Regions from separate parts of the Mus musculus genome. Here regions 1, 2, 3, 4, 6 and 7 are each linked to region 5. The links are chromatin contacts, called in public ChIA-PET and promoter capture Hi-C maps. All regions are on one chromosome and are shown on one strand. Each heading gives the region's core, a stretch centred on a gene start, on an enhancer-like site or on the middle of the called end of the contact. The rest is flanking DNA. Distances are from core to core; before and after follow the strand shown. Region 1 holds the start of Cdk19 (cyclin-dependent kinase 19). Region 2 holds the start of Mfsd4b1 (major facilitator superfamily domain containing 4B1). Region 3 holds the start of Amd1 (S-adenosylmethionine decarboxylase 1). Region 4 holds the start of Slc16a10 (solute carrier family 16 (monocarboxylic acid transporters), member 10). Region 5 holds the start of Fyn (Fyn proto-oncogene). Region 6 holds the start of Gtf3c6 (general transcription factor IIIC, polypeptide 6, alpha). Region 7 holds the start of Mfsd4b4 (major facilitator superfamily domain containing 4B4).

Region 1 (3,162 bases), core at 1-2,500, 980 kb before region 5:
TCAAGATTTCTTCCTGAAGAAAAGAGAAATGGACCAGGTTTGGTGGCATACGCCTTTAATGATAGTACCTGATTAGCAGAGGCAGGCGAATCTCTCCGTTCCAGGCCAAGCAGGGCGCACAGATACCCTATCTTAAAGGGGGTTGGGGGGAATTAGATAGCCAAGATATATCTTATACCTAAGATAGCCAAGAGGCAGGAAAGATAAGCAACCAGAGAACACTTAAATCTTGTAATATACAATTTATCTCTCTCCAGGGTCCACCTTCAGAGTGCTGAATTCAGAATATTAAAATGTGGGAATCGGGAGCAGGATCGGGAAGTCCCCAGGTAAACATCAGAGATGAAGTCTGGGTTGGCAAGGAAGTCAGACCCAAGGGGCCAGCCAGGACCCCAAGCGCTGCGCCACCAGACAGGAGGCGCCCCCGCGAGCTTTCAAACCGCCGCCCCGGGAAGGCGCTGCGCCGATTGGAAGTTCCACCACTACCGTCACCAGCACAGGGCCAAACCGGTAACTCTTCAGCCAAGCCCTCCGGAGGGTCCCCGGGGACCAGACCCCTAAACTCCACCTCCAGGCGCGGTCTCCACCCGCCGCCCGCTGTTAATCACGCAGCCGCGACTCCAGGCGGGACCGACGCCCCCGACGGGGCTGCGCCGTACGACTTCGAGGGGCGCGACCGGCCAGCGGGGGGCGGCAGCACCAGTGCCTCCGAGTTAGCCCCGGGACGTCGCTCTGCGACCCACGCCGCCTCGTCCCGGGAGCTCCGACCCACCCAGCCCTCCGGGGCTCCGCAGCGGAGGGGACGGGACGAGCCCACTCCCCGCTCGCGCTCTTACCCATCTTTCCGCCTCGCCTTGTAGACATGCCCGTAGGTGCCGCGTCCCACTTTGCACCCTTCGTACTCAAACAGATCCTCCACCCGCTCCCGCTCCGCCGCCAGCTTCGCCTTGAAATCATAATCCATTGTCTGCTTCCCCCATAGAGAAACCGGGACGCGGGGGCCGCCGCCACTCAGTCCCTCCTCCACCGCCGCCGCTCCACTTCTCCAACAGCCGTCGCTCGGGCGCGCGCGCGCCGCCCGCCGCTCCGCGGTCCGCCTTCAGCAAGGGACTCCTCGGCGGCCGCGGCAGCCACCTCCTCCGCCTCCTCCTCCTCCGCGGCGGCGGCGGCGGCTCCCGCAGGCATCTACAGTCCCGCCTCCTCCCTTCATTTCCTTGTTTTGGAACCTGGTGGGCCGCGCCGCGGCTTTCTCGAACTCATTAAGGAACCAAGCGTCCCGCCCCAAGGTCGCGAGCCATTCTGGGAAATGTAGTTCAAGAGGGCTCGTGAGTTGTGCTACCTCCTCGGGAGCGGGGAATACAGTTCCCAGAGTTCCTGGGGCCTTTTGGGCCACGCCTCCACAAGGCATGTACGCCTGCGCTCTGCCGCCGCCCCACCCCCTCAGCGCGCGACTGCTGTTCCTGTAAACTGTAGCGCAAAGTTGCAGCGGGATTTTTGCGAGCCCGTGGGAGCTGGCGGGAAGGACACCTTTGCTGAGCTAGGAAGTAGATACCCGGCCCTGACTGTCATTAGGCTAGAAAAGCGGGAAGCACCTCACGAGAGCCTTGCTCTAGAGCTCATTCCGGCGCATCCGGAGCTTAGGACTGGGGTTTAGACAGTTGTACTACACATTGTTTGTTTTCTTGGGCAATTGATCCTCTGGTTGCCCCGCCCCTTGCCTCGGCTTATTGGCAGAGACTGAAGAGTGACGTCCGCTTTGGTGCCTGGTTATCTCCGGCTTTGGCTGTTTTCCCGCTCTTGATTGGTAATTGGATGTGCTCGGTTCTTCCTGATAGGTTAATCTTCTTTCTTTACGATGCAAAAACCGTATTTCAAAACCTGAAGATTCAGCGGTTTCCCAGCTCTTGCTAGGGGAACCGTGTAACTTCTACGGCCCACAGCCAATCATCTTTTTCTTGGCGCTCTAGTCGGTTTTATCCTAACATATGCGGGTGCGGTAGCCTAGCTTTAGCCATCTGTCTGAGAACAATTAAAGCGCTTGGAAGATTGCAAAAATGCAGCGTTTTAAAAACAATCGTTTTTGCTGGGTAGTAAAGCGTGTTTTACAGTAATGGCGAGGCTCACCTAGGGGTTTAAGGTATTTATCTTGCTCATGACGTTGATTCGTTATGGTGTCTGAGGCTCAGAACCCATCACCTCAAAGTAGTACTGTAAGAACTTAGAAAGTGCCTTACTAAAAATGTGACCCACTGCATATTGATGGCTTTTAAACCGAAAAGAAATTGAGATCCATTCGACACGCGCGTTTCAGCTCTCTTCCACTACCTAAAATAAAAGGCAGCATTTTATAACAAGATTAAATTTAAAAGGGAAATTTGATAAGGTGTCTGTGTCAAAAAGGCAGCTAAGCTATCCATAGACAACATTATTGCTGGGGAGACCATCTAAACAAAGAATCGACTTGTTATTTCCTCTTTATTTCCTTCCCTCTCCTTCATTTATCTCCAATACCTACTAAAACTTCCAATTCTTGTTCCTCTCTGTATGTCATGAGCTTCAATCATCAGGCCTTTCGATTTCATTGTGTAGGACTCCCGTGCGTACATCTATAATATGAACTGTAAGGCACAAGGCACAGTGATAAAATCGGCAGGATGACTGTTAGGCTAGGTGGGTAGCCGTCATGAAGAAAGCACCATGAGCTTAAATGTAAAGAACGAACAGGGCCTTGAGGAAGTGAGAGAACAGAGACCATAAAGCTGCAGGCAGGACAGCCTGCGCCCCGGTCACAAAATGATACATTAGGAGAAAGCAACCAGTTTGAGTCCTGCAAGATTAAGCTAGAAAGAAGGAATGGATAAGACAAGCAAATAAGGAGGTGTCAAACTGTGAGTCATGCTCGTTGGTTTTATGTTTCACTGTTCTGTAAGTAGTAAGTTCTTCACGAGCTGGAGAGATGGCTCAGTGGTTAAAAGCACCAGCTGAAGGTCCTGAGTTCAAATCCCAGCAACCACATGGTGGCTCACAACCATCCGTAATGAGATCTGACGCCCTCTTCTGTTGAGTCTGAAGACAGCTACAGTGTACTTAGATACAACAATAAGTAAATCTTTAGGCCAAACTAAGTAGGGCTGGAGCAAGCAGGGTCAGCCGGAGGGAGCA
Region 2 (3,517 bases), core at 430-2,929, 660 kb before region 5:
AAAGAACAGGTCTGTGTGAATTGCCTGGAGGACACACTTTTAATCCCTCTGACCGGAATACAAACCTGTCTTTAGTGCACACCTTTAATCCCAATCAATGACATCTACTTGAGGGACAGACAAAGTGATGAATCAGAGAAAGAGTTGACAGAATGAGCCAGAGATAGGATGCACCCAACTGACAGGAAAGGAGCATCGAAGAGACTGGGGCTGGGCCAGAGGGAGTGAATCAGCTTAGTCCGTTCAACTCCTGCAGTGCAGTTGAGTTCAGCAGAGTTCATTCATGAGTTCCGTTCCATTTGTGCAGTGCATGCAGGCCAGCAGAGCCAGAAAATAAGGAGCCAGAAGATTAGAACAAATTGCCAAATTGTTAGAGGCCAAGCAGAGCGAATCAGTGGGAAGCTGAGAGAAGCCAGATTGAATCAGTCAGCTTGGAGAGGAGTTTGAGCCAGAAGAGCTGAGTTGAACCAGCCAGCCAGAGTTCAGAAAGAACTGGAAAGGGTGAGTTTATGCAGCAGCAAATCTAAAGCATTCTAGATTAGATTGTATCTAGGCTAAAAGTTTCCAGGCCTAGGGCTAGGGATACATAGAACAGAGAACGGAAATCCGTGGGCTCAGCCCAAGCTGTGTATTCGCACAGCTGTGTATGGCTCTCTTTTCATCCCATCCCATCATGAGGAAATAAATGTTTCTTTTACAGGCCAGTAACATTTTGTCTTTTTGTCGTATTTTTTATTTTCCTGATTTTCTCAGTGACCTGAGTGGTCAGCATGTTCTGGTATGTCAATATCTACTAGATTAAATGACATCACAGATTACAAACTTTTAGCCTTTTTAAAATGCCATTAAACATAATGACTTGTTCTGTAATTAAAATTAAAATTTATCAGATAATAAGCAACCTTTAACAGAAGTCAGGTTTTCTCCAAGTGGATAATTTACAGGAACATGGTTGATTTTGTTTGTTTGTTTTAAACAAAACAAAACATTCTTCCAGCTTTCTTCTTGACCATCTTATGAAAGAATGTTTTTCTCGGTATAAGTGATCAGTAATACAGAGATCAAGGAGGTTTTCAGGTGGAAAGAGCATTTTTCAGATAGATGATAAAGTTACATTGTTGTGTAACTTGAGTATAGCAAACGGAACAAATCCCGACAGCTGTACAGCCTTTCTCAGGCATTGCCAGGCTCTAATCATTTGTGGAAATTTGAACTGCCGTGCTTTTGAAACCACAAATTTGAACCCACACATGTGTCTTGAGCTATTTGGCCGTTGACTAGGCCCGTGATTGCTGACTGATCTTGGGGAACTGTATGTTCTCTCTGTGCTTGGATTCTCTCTGGACACCCGGGCTAAGGTGAGAAAGGAGCGTGGGGAGGATTGATGTGGCTCCAGGAGCCTATTCCGGAGCTTCAGCAGGTATCACTAGCCTGAAAGTTGAATAAAAGACCTGGAAAGCTCAGGTGTGGACGGAGGGTAGGGGTGGGGCGTGTAAAGACGACCTCCCAGCTAGCACTGGCGTGTTCCCTCAAGAGTTAGCAGCACACTTTATAGAAGCAGTAGCTAGGCTGCAGTAGCAGCTCTAACACGCGCTGAGCTCCGTTTCCTAGGCAACCACCATGACTTCCGGTTTGACTCCAGGTTGGCTAGTGGCCTGACTCTGTCACGGGAACCGCCACGATTCTGCAAGATGGAGAGTGAACATAACTCGGTGGCCAGCTGGGGCCAGGGTCGAAGTCCAGCCGCCGGAGGTCTTGAGTCAGGACGGTCCCTGGGGACAGTGCTATCAGGAGGGACCTCGGAGACTGGAGGAGCCTGAGTGCCGAGCCCCAGAGGGTGCACCGGCCCCCAGTAGCTCTCCGCAGCCGCCAAGCTGGAGCTGGACGTGAAGACCGGGAGCGTCGGGCCGGTGGCTGCGGCACAGAGGCTCCACCAGGCGGAGACCCGGGCGGAGAGCGAGCAGGCCACGGTGGCTTCCCGGCGGAGTGGCCGGACCAGGAGCGTGCTGCGCTGGTTCTCCACCGCGGTCATGTATGCCGCCTTCCTGGGGCTGGTGAGAGCCGAGGCTGCACCCCTCCCAGGCTGGGGCGCGAGCCTCCTGCAGGGGACCTGCCCTTCCCAGCTGGACTCTCACATTCGCTGCCTGCATGTTGTGTGACCTTGATCGCTGGGGCTTCAGTTTCATCCGCTTAACACATAGGCACTATTCTAATCACCGAGGGTCACTGTCAAGAGCGCGGGTGATTTTTGCCTAACATGATTTCCCCCTACAATCTATCTTTGTAGGGCTCCTCTTAGTACTAGGGAGACAAAAAAAGAGAATGCCAGGATCTGTAGCCACTGTCCCCTACACCTTAATTATTATACAGAGAAATACTTGGCTGGGGTGGGGGCTCTCTTTCTAGTGGCTTGATTAAATTACACCAACTGCTTGATTTTTACAGATTTTACAGATATAATGGCAAGAGCAAAATGACTTTTTCTTGTTCATACAAATGTTTAAGCGGTTGAGTCAAGCGCAGCCCTTACTCTGGTACAGCCCTCTTCAAACTAACTTCCATTGTATAAGTGATTTTCATGGAGCAAAGTACAAGGCTGTATGCGCTTTTTACAGATCCTGGAGCTACCCCCAATTCAGTGTTTGTGGCAAAGCTCCCCATTCCCTATCACTTCATGGTTGTAGGCCAACAGGGTCGAGAGGGTGAGTCCCCAGAGGAGAATAGCTTACTCTCTTCTAGACTCTGAGCCACACTCATTTCTTAGATTGTACTAATGGGACGGGATAAAGAAATCCCTGCAGATGCTTACTGAGCGCTCGCTCCCTGGGCTGGGTTTTGAGTCTTTGGAAGACGTGAAGTGTTTTCACTCTTCGTGTGTGAGCTACTTATTGCGAACCTGCGCTCACTCTGGTTCGTACCAATGCTGTCTAGGTAAGGTGCACAATTAACTTTGGAGCACAATGGTACAATTAGAATCGGTAGTTCTTGAAATGTAAGTCAATTAGAAGCTTTAGTTAAGGGATTTCTTCTAAGTTCCAATTTATTAGCCTGTAGGTCTTGTTACTCCTATTAAAAAGAAAAAGCTGGAAAAGTTCATTTTTGCTTCTTCTTTATACAAAGTGATGTTGCAGGAACATCTGAGTCAGGACTTAAAGACAGAACAAGAAAGTCAAGTTCAGAAGGAGCAGATTTTGATAGTAGGTCAGTTATCACTGTTGCCCATTTCTGGGCAGTGGCAGCCTAGTGGGCTGAGTGCCTGTCTGCTCAGTCCCTTTCTCCTGAACTTTGTCTTAGTTTGTAGTTTGTTGACGTTAAGGTCAGTTACAGTGTCCTACCCAAGAGTCTCTTTCTATTTGGTCCATTTGTGGAATTGAAAATGTCAATGGCAGGTTATTTTTCATAGTTCTTTAAGCTTTCCTCATGTTTTGTTACATAAGTTTCTATGGGTACAGAAAAACATTCATGACTCTTGAGGTAATACAGTATACCCGGAGTCAGTTACGATAGCCCCTAAGAG
Region 3 (3,424 bases), core at 831-3,330, 930 kb before region 5:
CCTCTCTCTCTCTCTCTCTCTCTCTCTCTCTCTCTCTCTCTCGTCACTGAAAGATAGAGATGAGAGATTAGTTTAGGAATGACGATAAATAACTTTGGACATACTAAGTTTGTGAAATATTTAAGCAAAAATTAACTACCTCAGCTAAAAGTACAACTAATTTGAGCTTCCATATAATAGTCCTTAAGAAAAACTATACATTTTACAAAGAAACAACGCAATTCATTGACGCTAGTTAAGTTAGTCTGTATTTAACAATAATTTACCTTGCCAAGATTCCTGGCACTTTTGTTAACTTAAATTAGGTTGGGAAAAAGCATAATAGTAATTGAAAAAGCAACTAATTATAAATAATTACAAGCCAAATTATATTTATACCACAATTAATGTTTGAGGTGGTTTGCAGGCAGTCTTCTTTTCAATAAGCAACCATCAAATAATTGAATAGCTTGTAAAACACGGAAATATTCCTTTAATCTTTATTCCAAGTATAACCGCATCCTCCTTGAATTACTATTATAATAGACTAAGTAGCATTTATTAAATTTTGTCCTTATCCCTAGTTTGAGTTGGATGCTTTTAAAAACATGGCAAAAGCAATATACGTATCTACCTCATCACACGGGTTCTTTCTCAACAAATTTCATAGAGACATGTGAATCCATGCTCTTGTAAGACAAGAGCTCGTCTTCAGGGTATGTATGAATCAAATTTCAACAGTTGCAGTGGATTTCTCTAGGGATAATAGGAGACGGTCCCTTTGTCTTGTGACTATAATCATTTTTAATTTTATGAGCTTGGTGACTTTCCCCCAGTGTTTCCAAGTAACTAATAACTTTGTTAACATCTTTTGCTTCTTAAGATTAAAAAAAAAAAAAGAAAGAAAGAAAGTGGCCTTGTCCCAGCTCCCTCCCCCAGGCTGGTGTGAGTGTGCAAGTATGTGTGCAGAGCTTGTGTTTCATACTGCAAATATAAATAAAGGAAGATAGCAGAAGAAAAAAAAAACAAAACAAAATCCTACTTGGATTTGACCCCTAATTTATACTTTAGATTATCATTAGTGAAAACTCTTTGCTACCCATTTACATTATTATTATATACTCGCGAAGATCCTTTTTAGGCATTTAGGCAATTTTAGGCAAATTTGTAAATTTGCGTGGTACTGGTGGTTGTGAGGAATACTTTCAATTAGTTCACCCCTTTAAGAATAGCCTAAGAAAAATATCAAATAACCTCGTATTATACTTAATAAAGCTAGTTCCTAGGAAGTTTTGCAAACTAAATATCCACCAGTTGACCTAATGGAGTACGGGTTGATAGGTGTCTGCTGGAAGGCGGCCAACTCCTAAGCTAGGCTAGGCACACGGTGGGGGGTAGATAGCGCCGGAGCCCTCCAAGGCTGGGCGCCACGTTGCTTTTCTCTTTTCTCTTTTGAAATAGGAAGACGACGCTTCTGGCTATTGTGTAAACCCGTGGAGAACTGCCTTCATTCCCACATCAGATAAAGCACAAGCAGAATTAAAGCGCATTCCAATCCGACCCCGGGCCACACGTACGTCACTGACAATTTTATTGCCTAGGCTGCGTTCGTCTCGTGGAAACACGTGAAAAAATGGTTTAAAAAAATTTTTTTTAAAAAGCCAAAAACCACCTCGGCTTGAAACGAGAAACCGCACAGGATCAAAGCACTACGCCAACCCAGCAGTGGCCACCGCCCCCGCCGAGCCCCGCGACACCCCTCCAGACTCCCTCCTGTTTTCTGCTAACCAGCTGTGTGCAGCGTGGGACAGCCTCGCCTGTCTCCCGCTCTCCCCACCAGCTCCACAAGTAATCCCAGATTCCCAAGTCCCCAGCCGGACAACAGAGCGGTCTCCCGCTCAAGGGACAGCGGCAGCTCCATCTGCAACCAAGCTGGTAGTCCCCTGCACTCCCCGTGGGCCCACCGCCAGCCAGCCGGCGTTCGGCGACGTTTGACTGACACGAAGCGGTCCCTATGAGGCCCTGAGGGCGGGGCGATGGCGTCACTTCCTGGCCTGTCGGGGAGGATGCTTATATAAGGTCTGCGCTCACGCAGAACCCTCGCTTACACAGTATGGCCGGCGACATTAGCTAGCGCTCGCTCAACTCTCCTAACGGGAAAGCAGCGGACTACAAGAGACTGAACTGTATCTGCCTCTATTTCCAACAGACTCACGTTCAACTTTCGCTCACGAAAATAGCCGGGAAAATTTTATTAGTCCTTTTTTTAAAAAAAAGTTAATATAAAATTATAGCAAAAAAAAAAAAAAAAGGAACCTGAACTTTAGTAACACAGCTGGAACAATCCGCAGCGGCGGCAGGAGCGGCGGGAGAAGAGATTTAATTTAGTTGATTTTCTGTGGTTGTTGGTTGTTCGCTAGTCTCACGGTGATGGAAGCTGCACATTTTTTCGAAGGGACGGAGAAACTGCTGGAGGTCTGGTTTTCCAGACAGCAGTCCGACGCAAGCCAGGGATCTGGGGATCTTCGTACCATCCCAAGGTGGGTGCCTGGGCCTGAGGGCGGCTCGCCGCCGACTGCGAGGCACGAGTCGCGGCCTCAGGTGGGGCCAGGTCGGCGGGCGGGAACTGGCTTCTCCCGCCGCCGTTGCGGGGCCGCCTGCGCCGCCTGGGGGAGGGGAGGAGGCCGGCGCGGCCGCGTGCTCAGGTAACGTCCCCGGCGGACGGCGGGGCTGGGCTGACGGGCTCCGGCGGGGGGCACGCGGCCCTCCGGCAGGTGTGGCTGGGTGAGGGGCGGGCGGAGCACGAGCTGGGTGGGCCTGGGCCGCGGGGCGACCAGCAGGCCTCCCGCCGCGGGGTAGGCGGCCGCGCGTGGCGCTCGCTCGGGCGGCGGGATTGGGCGGGAGCGGCCGTGTCGCAGTGCCGGGCCCCGCCGACGCCCGGACGTGCCCTGCAGCAGAGCGGGGCGCCTCGGGACCCTCCGCGGGCTTTGCCCGGGAGGCTCCTGACCTTGGGCTGTGTAACCTGTTACGGAGGCGAAGTCCGGGAGAGCGCAGCGGGGTGCTGGAGGGTTTGCCTGCTTCCCGGGGTACAAGCCTGTCAGCCCGAAGATCTATTTTACTTAATGCCTTAAGCTGGAGCAAAGGAGACCTGCGGGCCCCCTGCTCACACCCGACACGGGAGGTGGTGCGGAGAGTTGCTAGTGACCTCGCTGGGAGAGTCGAGCATTGAAGCGCGGATGACACTGAGGATGCATGGACCCGGCGGCGGTGACACCAGCCTCCCGCTTTGGTGGCCGGTACCCGGGCTCCGCCGTGCTCCGAAGCGCACTAATGGGACTAGAGTGGCGGAGGAACCGGCGTGGTCCGGTTCATTGAGAGGCGGACCAATGAGCTCCTGGGCCCCTCCGGAGCCTGGCCCCAGGGTGTGGACCAATGGGCGTTTTAG
Region 4 (3,142 bases), core at 427-2,926, 770 kb before region 5:
CAAGGCAACTCTTATAAGGATGACATTTAGGGGCTGGCTTAGAGGTTCAGAGGTTCAGTCCTTTATCACCAAGGTGGGAACATGGCAGCATCCAGGTAGGCATGGCACAGGAGGAGCTGAGAGTTCTACATCTTCATCTGAAGGCTGCCAGTAGAATACTGACTTCTAGGCAGCTAGGATGAGGGGTTTTAATGCCCATACTCACAGTGGCACACTTACTCCAACAGGGCCACATCTTCTAATAGTGCCATTCCCTAGGTTGAGCATATACAAACCATTACAGCTCCCTACCTTGATGATAATGGACTAAATCTCTGAAACTGTAAGAAAGCCCCCAATTAAATGCTTTTTGTAAAAAAAGAGTTACCTTGGTCACAGTGTCTCTTCACAGCAATAGACAGTGACTAAGACACCAAAAGAATTTGAGGGGTAATATATATCCAAGCTATTGTGCTATTTTAACTTAATCTCTAAAGCACCCACATTGCCCTGTATTCCCAGAACACTCCTCTGGACCCTCCCCTGTCTTTGGTTTCTTCTCTGTTTCTTTGGCTGGAAGGCTCTTTGCTTGTCCTTGTCCACAGAACCATGTGGCTAATCATAGCTCAGCTCAAACTTACTTTCTTACATACTATCCTTTTTTGGGGGGTGGGGTGGGGGTATGGGGGTAGTTGGTTTCAAGACAGGGTTTCTCTGTGTAGCTTTGACTGTCCAGGAACTCACTCTGTAGACCAGACTGGCCCAGAACTCAGAGATCTGCCTGCCTCTGCTTCCGGAGTACTGGGATACAAGGCTTGTGCTCCTACCTCCTAGCTGATGTCCCAGTGTTTAACCCTATTGCACCCCACTTTCTATTTCTGGACTGTTTTTACTTACTAGTTTAGGACAGAGAGAAGCAAGAATGTGATAATCACAGTTATTGTATAACCCACCACACTGGTGCTTAAGTAACTAGCATATTTTGATTTTGTTTGGAGTGAGTAATCTAAATATCTGAGAAATTAAGAAGATACATCAGAATAAGATGCTTCAGGGGGCAGAGGAATTGAATATAAGTGTTGGTTCTTTATTTAGTGTGAGGACAACTTGTGAAGTTTAAAAGTATTGCTTTCTAGCTGCCCGTCAAAAATGTTTGTTAGTTGAAAAATTTAGAATCACAGTCTGTCTTCCAAAATGAGCATCTTCATTGTGCCAAGTATTCAAAACAAACTGTATGTTCGCGGAATTGGAGTAATTAAACAAGGTCTCTGATTCCTGAATTGCCTTTTAAGTAGGTACGTGGCATAAGGAATCTTTTATATTATAACTAGCACAAAAGGGACAACAAATATGAAATTTAAACTGTCATTTGTGACTCTCTATTCCAGTGAGGGTAAGCATTACCTGATCGATTGATCACCTTCGCAGGCCACACGTAGGAGACGCTCCCCAAGAACTTCTAAGGTTAATGCTGAGAGGAGGTGACATTACTCCTGGAGGTAGCTAATTTGGCGGCACGCCTTCAAGCGCGCGCGCGCGGGCGGTCATTGGACACCCCTCACGGGGCGGAGCCTCCGCTTGCGGATGCCCAATCACCTGTGGGCTCAGGGTGTAAGGCCCTCTGGTGGCCACGCCCCTAGGCGGTGCGGGAGGGCGGAGGGGCGCTTTTAAGAGGCGGCTGGAGGCCGGCGTAATCAGGCGCGAGGGGCAGCCGGTGTGTCAAGTCCTCTGGCCGCCTTAGGCGGTGTCTGCGGTGTGCGCCTCTCGCCCGCCCGCCCGCCCGCCTGCCCGCGGCTCCAGTGTCCTCGCCTCGGCCTCCCTCCTCCGTCCGCGCGGCTGTCCCAGGCTCCGCGAGCCACCCCGGGACCTTGCGCCCGCAAGCTTTCTCGGTGCCCGACGGGGCCGCCTCGGGACATGGTGCCGTCCCAGGAGGAGCCCGCCGCCGAGCGGGAGACGAACGAGGCGCAGCCGCCCGGGCCCGCGCCCTCGGATGACGCTCCGCTGCCCGGCCCGGGACCCTCGGATGTCTCCGACGTGGCCGCAGAGAAAGTGGAGGTGGAGCTGACGAGGTCAGCGGGCAGTGAGCCCCCCGTTCCCCCCGAGGGCGGCTGGGGCTGGTTGGTGATGCTGGCGGCCATGTGGTGCAACGGGTCGGTGTTTGGCATCCAGAACGCCTACGGGGTGCTCTTCGTGTCCATGCTGGACACCTTCAAGGCCAAGGACGATGACAACATGGCCTTCAAGACAGGTGGGACGTTGCTGCGGGCCGAGGGGAGGAGGGCATGCGGGGTGGGAAATGGGAGCTTTTGGTGCGTCCTCTTGTGTTGGGAGGGTGTGAGCTTTGAGCCTGACCCGTCTCACTTGCAACCTGCAGCTTGGGGCTTCCCTCTGCCAGTTTTGTATGGAACCCAAAGGCAAGCAAGTTGCAGAGTTGTACCTGCCTGAGGCTTTGGACTCCTCCTTTCTGCACAGTGGGCGCCAAGAATCCACAGTACTTTCCTCTTAGTGGTGGGAAATAAACTGAACGTTCCAGCACCAACAACACTGCATTATCACTTTTACAGTCTGCTTTGTGACCGCCACGGTGGTGTGGTTATCTGCCTGCCATGCTGCAGAAGGAAAGGTGTGTTTGGGTAGATGCAGCGCAGGCCAGGACGGGAGATTGGCAAAATGGAAAAGTGGATCCCAAGGTCACAGGGAGTCCCAAAGGCAGCCCATTAAAAGTGGTAGTCGGTTGTCTCTCTGCACGCTCTACTATATTTAGACAGCATAGGAGGCAGCCACGTGGGATGGTAAGAGGAAGATAAGGGGTTGGACCTTCTGTTATGTTGACGTTTTTTTTGCCTTGTGGAAATAAAATGCAAAAGGTGCAGACTCCGCATTTTTGTCAAATGCTTTCTGACTGATTATGCAAAAGTCAAGTCTAGGACCGTCTGCATAACATTTCCCCCATTATTTCATCTCATGCTGCCGGGCAGGTGTTGTCAGCTCTGCTTGGGTGAGAAAATGGAAAGTCAGGGAAATGAAGTGTTTTAGTGAGGACCAGAATAAAGATAGACCTCATCGCCTGACTTGGAGACTGAGAGTCTCTTTGCTAAATCGGGCCACTGCTGCCTTTTGGGAAACTTAATAAGATCAATAATTTCTGTGTTTCACTCTGCTC
Region 5 (3,544 bases), core at 914-3,413:
TTTCAGATAAAACAGCTAAAGAGTAAACTTGGGACAGTTTCGTTACTTTCAACAGTTGAGACCCCACAACCCAGGAATCAGCAGATCAGACCTAAGTTTTGACAAACTAAGCCTGAGACTTACATTAACATTTCTACCTTCAGAGGAACACCATAGGTTCTGAACTCAGACATCTACATCCCCTGTTCATAATTAACTAGACCCAAAGTGTGAGAGTTGAAACCACTTCCTCCAAGTCTGAATGTGTGGTACTCACTGGGTAGAGCCAGACAGGGAGACTGAGCACAAAGGGTGAGAGGCCGGATGTGAGCTTCCAAAGTCAACCTTGAAGCAGACAAGTGGTACACCTCCAGGGTCTTCCAAACGCCAGCCCAAGTGCTTGCTATCCATGGCCCCAGTTTCTTAAATAAAAGGGCTAGGCAGCATTGCTGGGCAGACCAGAGCACATTTCAAAAGACTTCACTCAGCAAAGAGGCCTTGGACTTTAGGGAATCCAGTCAGGCTGCCTCACTCGTGTTAAACAGTTTGATTCTGACTCAGACACAAAATTCTTCTGATCCCTCATCAATTTATCCTGTCTCAGGTATCAGTAACTATCCCCCAAGAAGAAAAGGGGGGAAATGAGGGATAGGGGAAGGTTCCTTGAAAGTATAGCAACTCCTAAAACAGCTGAAATAATCCCCCCCACCACCACCTTAAATAGAGAAAACTGCAGTTGCCACTCAATGCTACCAGTCTGTAAACACAGCTAAATGCCTGCACCTGCCACCCGGGATCCGGGAGCCTTCATTTTTTGGTAAGTGTGGCAGAAAAGACTAAGAGATCAACTGCTTCACCAGAAAGAAAGGGACGCCCCAGGGATGAGACACAAGAAGCATGGTGCCCTGGGTACTTTATGTGTCTCTCCTCTATGAACTGAAAGGGCTCTTTGTGTCACACACACACTCACACACACACACACACAGAATGAGTCTGATTTATTAGAGGAAGGAGGGGCAAAACGGGTGATTTTATTATCCCTCCTCCCAGTGAGTCCCAGCAAACGCCTCCTGGGCCCAAGCTTGGTGGCCTCTTTCTAGCTCAGTCAGTCCCTGTGGCCTCAAAGATAAGAGAGCCTAGAGGAGACCAAACAAAACCGTCTACCGACCTAGGGAAGTAGGGAGGAAATCCAGCGTGTCGAGAAGGGAGGAGAAATAAGCTTGAGAGAGCAAAAGGGGTGGGGGGACAGAGGAAGAGGAGGCAAGGCCAGACACAGGGGAAAGGGGAAGGGTGGGTGGGTGGTAGCACAGGAAGGGTGAAGGGGAGGGTGGGGGAAGTGCAAGGGAGGTTCCAGAAATAGGCAGGAGGATGCGCTGGGGAACGGCAAGGGCCACCGAGGGAGGAAGCCGAGAGGTGGAGGAGTGGGGCAGGGGTTGGGTGGGGAGGAAAGCAGCACGGGGCATCAATTATTAAGTGATTACATCATCCCTGACATTAAAACAACACACACAGCCCTGGTCCCCGCGGGGGGCCGCGAAAGGAGGGCGGGGGCGGAGCTGGGCCAACCTCACCCCCAAGCCAATTCCTATTTTCCACCCGGCACCCGCCGGCGGCCGAGGAAAGACACCCCGGTGCCTGCGCAGCCTCGGGGCGGCACCCCGCATCAGTGTCCTGCGTCGCGGGGCGCCCTGGAGGCTGCGCGGCGGGACCGCAGCGGGAGCAGCCCGTGCGGGGGCGCTGGGCCGGGCGTCTCCGCAGCATCCCGAGGCTCCGCGCATCCCCTGTCGCTTACCTGCTTGGCTTGGCGCTCAGCTCCGGAGCACATTCACATGGTCCTCTCCCCGCCCTCCTCCGGCGCGGCCCAGGCGGCTCCCGCGGCTCCGCGGCGGGGCCCAGGAGCTCGTGGGCCTCGCGAAGCGCCGAGGGGGCGGCGCCGGTGTCCCCGGCCCGGCAGCCCGGTCCCTCCCTGGCGCGGGTGGCGGCTTTGTGTGTGCCCGGGGAGTCCTCGAAACGCTCCGGCTAGAGGCGGCCTCGCTGAGCTCTTGACCAGCGGGCGGGTCTCGGAGGCCCGGCGCACGGCGACCCCTCCTCCTCTCTGCGGAGCCCCCTCCCCGCCGGCTGCGCTCCTGACAGATGGCGCAACTGCACCGACGCGCCGCCGCCACCGCCGCGGCTTCTCGCAGCTACTCTCGCTGATGCTCGGGCTGCTCCGGATCCCGAGGGGTTCGAGAGGGGGCGGGACACGCCCTGAGACTGTCAGGTCTTTCTGCCCTATCAAAGGGCCCGCTGAGGGCTGAGCGCCGGCAGCCATTGGTGAATGCGTCGGAGGCGGGACGGCCATGGGTGGGGCCGCCGAGTGGGTTGAGCTTTACAGTGGTGGCGGGCAGCCTGCGGTGCGCACGGCCACAGGGTGTGTGAGAGGATGCGAGGTTGGCGGAGAAGGAAGAGTTGTGTGTCTGAGGATCGTGTGGAGTTGCGAGTTGGTGAGGTGGGCAGGAGAGTGCGCAGGGAATGAGCTGCTTTCCACTTTGCCAGTGGAGACTGGCACCTGCCACTCCAGCCTCACAGCCATGGGAACCTATTTCTCCAAAGAGATAGCCTCGCCTTTGAGAGTGGGAGGATAAAATGGAAAGGTGTTAAGAATGGCGATGGCAAATTAGGGAAGTGAGGAGCAAAGTAGAGAAGTACCATTGCAGAAACTGGGAAAGCTAGGACCAGCAAACGCACAACAAATAGTAAGAAATTAATGACTTGTTAGTCTCATTTTCTTGGGTACCCAAATATGCTCCCCGCCCCCCCCCCCACACCTACCCCAGGAAAAGTGAAAGAGAAGTATGACTGAAATTCAAGGGGCCTGCAACAAAGAGTCCCAAAACCACCCAGTAGAGATTGCTTGTGCTTTTCCCTAGCTGTTTACCAGTGGCCATTGCTCGTCTGGCTCCTTGGGGCATTCAAACTTCTCTTGGTTTTCTTGTTTTCGCTGGTGGCTGAGCTGAGCTTTTTGCTCAGATTTTCCTTGACGAAATAATAGCCGGGTTGGTCTGCAGTCTTTATTTCCGATTCAGCTTTTCTATGGCAGGATGTAACTTCATAAAAAGAAACATTTTGCCTTCCTGATTTTCTTTATAGGCAATTCCTGTTTACTGAGAACTCTGTTTTAAGACATGTTCAGAATCATTTTCTTTAATGATTTTGGTAAGAAACTCATCCCTCCCCCTCAGCAAATCTAATCTTCTAAGAAGTAAGTTTAAGCGAAGCAGCCTTGGCTTCCTTAGGCGCTCAAGGTCTGTGTTATCTTTCCTGCTCAGTACATTTCCCCTGTAGTTTAAAAATACCAGTCTCTTTTGCTGACTTTTTTTTCTTTGTCTTTTCCGCAGTGCTCTTTTGAGAAATTTGCTGCTATTCAGTAAATGATCCTCATGTGATGGACGAGGAAACTGAGGACAAGAGAAGGTGACACTGAGGAATTCCATGTCCGATCTCTTCCTGAAACCTGGAGCAGATGGTACTAAGTCACTCCATTGTTAATAATTTCTTTGAGAGGAGTCTCATTTTTGGCATCTGC
Region 6 (3,272 bases), core at 227-2,726, 890 kb before region 5:
CAGATTGTTAAATCACTTGTCGCCTCCTAGTGGCAGTGTCTTAATATTGCGACCACTATCACATTTAATATTCTTTATTTACTAGTTCAGGTTAATAGCCTTCCTCATAGATTTTTTTTTCCTCTGCAAGGAGCTTCAGTCATGCTTGCAGAAGACCTAAGTTTACTTCACACACAACTACTAATAGGACAAAATTCTTTCCTGTTTTGTTGTTCATAAGCACTTAAAATTTTTCTTGCAGTTAATGGTCTCGTGAACATTATAACTACATTCATACTAAGAACAAGAAAGGCAGGTCAGCCAGGCTGTAGTGAACACCCTAAACCCCAGCACTTAGGAGGCTGAGGCAGGCAGAAAGCAGAACTTGAGTTGGAGGTCGTCTGGGACCATACAGAGAGGAATGACCGGGCTACACAGTATAAGCCATGTAAAATACAAGAGGAAAGATATCCATTTAGTAGCTCAGGACCAAAGCATCTACTCTAACTTTCAACTAAATATAAAAGAAACCACTCAGACTGTGTCCTCTCCCTCTCAACCCTCAAGAGAGTTGAGAACGATCATCAATGGCAGATAGCAGTTGCAAAATGCAGCACTAAAAGCCGGCTTCACGCTCAGGAAAGGACACTCTGTCTCCTCCTCGTGGTTTCGGGTGCTCTACACAGTCAGAGAAACTTCTCTAGTAACAAACTATAGAAATGATCCCTGAAAGTATAGTCTTAGTTTAGCGTTGCCAGCCGCCGCGAGGCCACCTCTGACAGCACATTTTTAACTAATGGTGACATTCCCCACCCGCCCCCCCCCCCCCGCGAAAACCCCGTAATATTCTCCTAAGGAATACCATACACATGCACTTTCGAAGCTGTGTTCGTATATTATTTTGCAAAAAAAAAAAACAAAAACAAAAACTCATTCTGAATACTTATGACTTGTAAACTAACTCAGAATCAAGTTCATAATTAACATATTGAGGATAATAGCCAATCACACGCCAGTGTCTTCAGTCATCCTAAGAAAATCACTTCCGGACCAGTTTTAAAGGGTGGGTGCGGCTCCTCAGGCTGCGTTTTACTTAAGATGGGTGTTGATTTGTGTCCTCTGCGGTCTGAATTCCACCCTGTCCCAGTAGCGTCACTGCTGGGTTTGTGTTAACTAAGTAGCCACTCTGGCCTAGAATTTGCATTAATCCTCTCCCTCCCGCGTCCTTAGATGTTGGGATGAAAAGTGGAGGCCACCATTGATCCTCTAGTCTCCTTCGGCAGACAATAAACGTGAGGTTTTGTTTTATAGTGGAGGCAGTTGATTACGCTCATCCTCAGCTACTTACTGAGTTCAGTGTAGCCTGAGCTCTATGAGCCACGTTCTTCAAAGTGGGGCTAAATACCCTAAATTCCCGAAGCTCGGAGCGTGTCGAGTCTCCACGTGGGACCCACTTACGGAAGCCTGGCGTCGCCATCTTGCTTTCTGGCCGGAAGCCGGACGCCGCTGCCCGTATCCAAAATGGCATCCACAGGGGGCGTGGCCAGTGATGGCGTCTCCGAACGCTATGGCGGCGGCAGTGGATCCCATTTGGGAGGACTTGGAGGAGGAGGAAGAGGAGCTAGAGGAGGTTGTAAGCGAGGGTCAGAGGCCTGCGGCGCGGGCGGTCTTGGTTGAGCCACCCCTGGGTGGGGAAGGGAGTCTGGGATGCGGACGGAGGGAGGGAGGCCGGTAGACAGCTCGCTGGCTTTCCGAAGCCCGAGAAGCCGTGGAGGGCTAGCTTCAGTTCTGGTTTACCCATTCTAGAAAGAATCGGTTTCCACCAGAAACTGGATCGAGTTTTCACAGAGAAATTTGGGGCATTTCTTATTTACTGCCCCTTGTCTACCTTATTAACTTTGCTTTCTTCCACCAGGAGCAGTTTGTTCTGGTAGAATTGTCAGGAATCATTGATTCAGACTTTCTCTCCAAATGTGAAAATAAATGCAAGATTTTGGTGAGTCTTAGAATTCGGGGAATGTTGTAGATTTTCTTAAAGTTAAAACAAGACTAAAAGGTGATATGCTTGTCCACAAAGAGAGAGACGTTCATCCCACCTTACAAAGCAGTGATCAAACGCTCCAGGCTCATACCAGAAGAGTAGGTTACAAGGGAGGGATTCTATGGGAGCAGAGAAAATGCCTGACTGCTTCTTCTTCACTGTCTGAATGTGTGGCTGGAGAGAAAGAGCAAAACACCTTGTATGAAACTTCTGGGGGACTTTCAGGACAAAGCCTAATCCATGCTGTTAAGCAGTGCCTGCCTTCCTTGTAGTGGGCGTGGCCTCAGTTCTATCCTCCAATAGTACCACAGTTGAGTGTACTAGTCTGGACGCAGACTCTGGTCTAAGTGTGGATATGTATGCAGTGTTGCCCGGCCGGTCACCAAGTACCCATGTCACCTGCTTCACCATGCCTTTGGTGTGTCTTTGGCTCACTCCTCACAAGCCAATTAGGAAAAAATAGCATGAGAGCAGGCTGTCCTGGTGCACACCTGTAATGCCGGCACTGGAGAGCCCAAGGCAGGCGGATCCGAAGTTCATTGTCATCCTACCCCCCAACTCCCCGGAATGCCCTGGAACTCACTTTGTAGACCAGGCTGGCCTCGAACTCAGAAATCTGCCTACCTCTGCCTCCCAAGTGCTGGGATTAAAGGCGTGCGCCACCACCGCCTGGCTCATTGTCATCCTTAATGATATAGTAAGTTCTAGGCCACCTTGATCTACAGAAAGCCCTGTCTTCAAAATGCCTGGAGAAGACACAGTTTAAAATATTACGTTATTGCCTGATGATGATACATACCTTTAATCCCAGCACTCATGAGGCAGAGGCAAACGGATCTCTTAAGTTTGAGGCCTGCTTGGTCTGCAGAGTGAGTCCCAGGACAGTCAGGGCTGTTACACAGAGAAACCCTGTCTTTGGGGGATGGGGGTAGGGATGGGGGATAAAGCTGTTATCAAAATTTTTGGGCAAAATCCTTGGCTTCAAATATTTAAACAGGTTAATTTCTGCCACTTACCCCAACATGCCAATCAGAGATGAGTAGTGTGGTGTACATAGCAAGTTCTAAGACAGACAGACAGACCCACAGAGAGACCCCGTCTCAAAACGACAACAGAAAGTCCACTCAGGCATGGTGGACATTTTTTTTAAAGATTTATTTATTTATTTTATGTATATGAGTATACTGTAGTTGTACAGATGGTTGTGAGCCTTCATGTGGTTGTTGGGAATTGAATTTAGGACCTCTGCTCA
Region 7 (3,211 bases), core at 125-2,624, 530 kb before region 5:
GTTTTGTAGTAGCTTGGGAGTCTAAGTAAGAAGGGATATCAGAGACAGAAGTGTAAGTGGAAAAGAACTTCAGATAAAAAATAGAATGTGATAACATTTGAGGCTATGGTCCCTGTGGTCAAATCTGTAGTCACATAAGAACACGGTTTTCCTTTTTCAGCTAGCATAGCTATTTGGCAAAGACAGACTGATGTCCAAGTCCATTCAACAATGGAATTGCCTGCAGGTTAAAATAAGTGTGGGCATGTGGGACCCGATTTAGAGCGTTTCTCCCAGGAAGGTAAAGCCCCTGGACGTTCCCCAAGCTTGTTTTCCCTGATCTCTAAAAATACAGCCAGAAAGAAGCTCTTTGTTCTCTATAGCCAGCAAAAAGCCTTTGTTTCTATACTTTACAACCAGAGATGCCTGCCTTCCTGTGCTGAGGACACGGAGATAAAAATTCAGAAAGAACTCACTCCCCACTCCTGCCTTATAAATTTCACCAAGGATACCCAGAAGAGAAGAACTCTCCTCCCAACTCCTCCCAACTCCTCCCCAATTCCTCAGCTAGCTGTTAAAAGCCCCCTACTGTTACCACTAAGGGTCAAACTCCCCTGCCCTGCACGGAGGAGGGACATCGGGACATCGTCCTCAGCTAGCTGATAATAAAACCTCTTGCAGTTTGCATCAGGTGTGGTTTTCTCTCGAGTCACTGAGGTGCTGGCCAGCTCATCCCAGGACTTGAGCGGAGGCCCAGCTTCGGGGGTCTTACAGGCAAGTGCATGCAACTCGTTTTGTCCCAGATTCTTTCTTTAGCTATTGTTTCACCATTCAGTAAAGGCCAGCGGGTTGTTGTCTGGCCTTTAGAAGCTGCTACTCTAACCTAATATTCCTATTTATAGATGGGACTGCGGTGGGATTCTGAGTGTTGTGTAAACTAACTGAGATACTTCACGTGTGAGTTTACACGTAAGGATCCATAACTATCTGTTCAGTGAGAAGCTGACGTTCAACATTCTTGTACGTCTAAGGAGCAAGGGCAACAGTTTGTAAATCATGTAGAGACAAGACCTTCGGGTTTCCAGGTGACCCAGGAGGCTGCGGAAGTTGCCATCTTGCAGTTCCAGGCCGGGTTTCTTCCAACGTTTTGCAACTTTGGATCGTCTTGTGCATGGGTTGCAGCTTGTACATCTTTGGCCTACATTCCCCAGGCCGGGGAAACTCACCTAATTGAGACTTCTCACCTGGGCCAGGCTGTCCGATCCCCAAGGCAACCACATCAACTTCCGGTTTGAGGAAGTCTCCTGATTGGCCGGCGGCTTTATTTCCGGCCTGTGATCCATGCAGGCGCTCTGCTACCGTGAGGGACACCGCGCCTGCGCGGCGGGGAGGCTCCGCTCCCAGGTCACGCTCGCGCGGGCAGGTCCTGGCGTTGTTGGCTCCCGGGCCGGGCGGGGCCGGGCACCTCCCTGCACACCGGAGGCCTGGTGCACGGAGCACGGCAGGTGGAGCCGCCACACTGGAGTTGGAGCTGGAGTTCGGAGGGGCGGGAGGGCAGCGGCTCCTCCCAGCCGGCCCGGGCGCAGAGAATGAGTCAGAAGCGGTGGCCTCCGTGCGGAAAGGCCGTGCCCAAAGCGTGCTGCGCTGGTTCACCACCGTGGTGCTTTGTGCCGCCTTCCTGGGGCTGGTGAGAGCTGGGCCCAAACCCTCCAGGCCACGGCTGGAGCAAGCGTCCTGCAGGGAACGTGGTCTCAGTGCCCTGCATCGTGCGTGACCCCTGGTGTATATCGGTTAATCCTCCTGAGTCTCAGTTCTGTCATCTGGAAAAACGGGCAAAATTAATACGTTTCCAGCACGAGCAAGCTAAGTTTCCTCCGGAAAACGGGGAGATACAAGATGGGGAGCCTGCTCCCCTTCACCCACTCACTGAAGCTCTAAATTGATCCCAGAAAAGCAGCTTTGAGGGGGCCTGACCAAATCCAACCAACTGCTTTATTTCGCAGATGGAAAAAAGGGCCCAGAGAAGAAAGTGGCTTTTCTGGTTAAATGATAGTATCAAGGACATGTTGCTTACCCTGTACACGGCCCTATTTAAATCAAGCCTTTAGATACTTAAATGATTTTCTTCACTCAAGTGCAAGAACTAAAAACGCCATAAAGACAGTGTTCCCCAGTGTAGCACCTGCTGCTGACCCGAAATGTCCTTTTGTGGACCAGATGGCTGTAACTCATTGTGTAGATCAGGATGGTCTCAAATTTCAGAGATCCTCCTGCCCCTGCCTCCTGAGTGCTGGGATGAAAGCTATAAACCACTGACCTAAAGTGATAACTTTTGACTCGAGTGCTATGAGAGCTAAACCTTTGACGGAGTCCCTTCTGGTCCCTCAATTGGAGCTTCAGTTTCTTAAAATTATTTTGATGGGAAAGTAGGGAAGAAAGAAAGCGTTGCAGGTACTGGAGCCCCTCGTGTGTAACAGGTATTGCAAGTGATTGCAGGAAGATCTGAATGAACATGCTGTGGCCCTGTGTGCTCCTGGTCTTTGTTCTTGGTTGCTGGTGCTTGGGGCAGGGAAACCACACGTGGGTTGGAGCAGAACAGTGCAGCACAATCAGGTTTTGTTGTTTGTTTATTACGTACAGGGCGCTGGCTGGCCCAGGACTTCATGCTAGGCTTTCACCCAGCTGTGTCCCCAGCCCACAATCCACAGTTCTCAAAACTCAGAAACGTTTCCTTAAAGGTTTTTAGGAACTTCATCTAAAACGCAAGTCTTTAGTTCTTGGCAGTATCTTGTGTAACATCTTATTGTTAAAATCATTCTGTCCGTGTTATATTTTGCTAAGAAAGCCTTACAGCCCTTACATCTCCTGATAGCTTTGGAGTGTGAGGAAAACTGTAGATTAGATTATTTATCGTCAGCATTAGACAGTTCAAAGGGACAACTTCTTGTGTGCCAGAAATATTGGCATCTTAGTGTAAAAATCAAAATTTGGTGCTTGGTAATTAAAAATTTTTAGCAATTAAATTTCGTATTTATGCATGTAGCATATTTGAAAATATAAGTATATATTTTGAGAATAGTTTGTTACATTCTAAATCCTTGTGCAGATGGTGTGCGTCGAGGCCAGAGGTGTCTTGCTCAATTGCCCTCCACCTTATTGACAGGGCCTCCCACTGAACCTGGAGCTCACCCATTCAGCCAGACTAGCTGGCCGGTGAGCCCTGGGGATCTCT

The links. Promoter capture Hi-C pulls out the DNA fragments that hold promoters and counts their contacts. ChIA-PET counts read pairs in DNA pulled down with a chosen protein or histone mark.
Region 1: a promoter capture Hi-C map of pre-B cells shows a contact between it and region 5, with 2.5 times the contacts expected there. The contact joins the promoter of Cdk19 here to the promoter of Fyn in region 5.
Region 2: a contact with region 5 is called in a promoter capture Hi-C map of cranial neural crest, with 4 times the contacts expected there. The contact joins the promoter of Mfsd4b1 here to the promoter of Fyn in region 5.
Region 3: a promoter capture Hi-C map of pre-B cells shows a contact between it and region 5, with 4 times the contacts expected there. The contact joins the promoter of Amd1 here to the promoter of Fyn in region 5. A contact is called at or near these places in 1 of 39 promoter capture datasets (pre-B cells) and 1 of 115 datasets of contacts at active chromatin or transcription factors (bone marrow-derived macrophages).
Region 4: a promoter capture Hi-C map of embryonic stem cells shows a contact between it and region 5, with 3 times the contacts expected there. The contact joins the promoter of Slc16a10 here to the promoter of Fyn in region 5. A contact is called at or near these places in 3 of 39 promoter capture datasets (embryonic stem cells, pre-B cells and stem cell-derived epiblast-like cells), 1 of 115 datasets of contacts at active chromatin or transcription factors (memory CD8 T cells) and 1 of 9 other capture datasets (embryonic stem cells).
Region 6: an RNA polymerase II ChIA-PET map of memory CD8 T cells shows a contact between it and region 5, with 28 read pairs. The contact joins the promoter of Gtf3c6 here to the promoter of Fyn in region 5. A contact is called at or near these places in 1 of 39 promoter capture datasets (pre-B cells) and 3 of 115 datasets of contacts at active chromatin or transcription factors (embryonic stem cells and memory CD8 T cells).
Region 7: a contact with region 5 is called in an RNA polymerase II ChIA-PET map of memory CD8 T cells, with 61 read pairs. The contact joins the promoter of Mfsd4b4 here to the promoter of Fyn in region 5. A contact is called at or near these places in 3 of 39 promoter capture datasets (cranial neural crest and embryonic stem cells), 2 of 484 Hi-C or Micro-C datasets (embryonic stem cells and forebrain) and 4 of 115 datasets of contacts at active chromatin or transcription factors (embryonic stem cells, memory CD8 T cells and stem cell-derived neural progenitor cells).

Annotation. Positions count from the first base shown.
Region 1 is chr10:40,347,396-40,350,557 of GRCm38.p6, reverse strand. It overlaps Cdk19 (cyclin-dependent kinase 19), which reads right to left and starts at 1,250. Exons shown (of 13, transcript NM_001168304.1): 1 at 837-1,250. The coding sequence starts at 964.
Region 2 is chr10:40,023,430-40,026,946 of GRCm38.p6, reverse strand. It overlaps Mfsd4b1 (major facilitator superfamily domain containing 4B1), which reads left to right and starts at 1,679. Exons shown (of 4, transcript NM_144821.4): 1 at 1,679-2,054. The coding sequence starts at 2,031.
Region 3 is chr10:40,300,844-40,304,267 of GRCm38.p6, reverse strand. It overlaps Amd1 (S-adenosylmethionine decarboxylase 1), which reads left to right and starts at 2,080. Exons shown (of 8, transcript NM_009665.5): 1 at 2,080-2,519. The coding sequence starts at 2,410.
Region 4 is chr10:40,140,788-40,143,929 of GRCm38.p6, reverse strand. It overlaps Slc16a10 (solute carrier family 16 (monocarboxylic acid transporters), member 10), which reads left to right and starts at 1,676. Exons shown (of 6, transcript NM_001114332.1): 1 at 1,676-2,227. The coding sequence starts at 1,894.
Region 5 is chr10:39,368,418-39,371,961 of GRCm38.p6, reverse strand. It overlaps Fyn (Fyn proto-oncogene), which reads right to left and starts at 2,163. Exons shown (of 14, transcript NM_001122893.1): 1 at 1,772-2,163. It overlaps Gm31616 (predicted gene, 31616), which reads left to right and starts at 2,350. Exons shown (of 2, transcript NR_168583.1): 1 at 2,350-2,467; 2 at 3,357-3,544.
Region 6 is chr10:40,255,916-40,259,187 of GRCm38.p6, reverse strand. It overlaps Gtf3c6 (general transcription factor IIIC, polypeptide 6, alpha), which reads left to right and starts at 1,476. Exons shown (of 6, transcript NM_026113.5): 1 at 1,476-1,609; 2 at 1,895-1,975. The coding sequence starts at 1,529. Rnu3a (U3A small nuclear RNA) reads right to left here and starts at 720; the gene lies at 509-720.
Region 7 is chr10:39,897,369-39,900,579 of GRCm38.p6, reverse strand. Mfsd4b4 (major facilitator superfamily domain containing 4B4) reads left to right here and starts at 1,374. Exons shown (of 5, transcript NM_001384225.1): 1 at 1,374-1,666.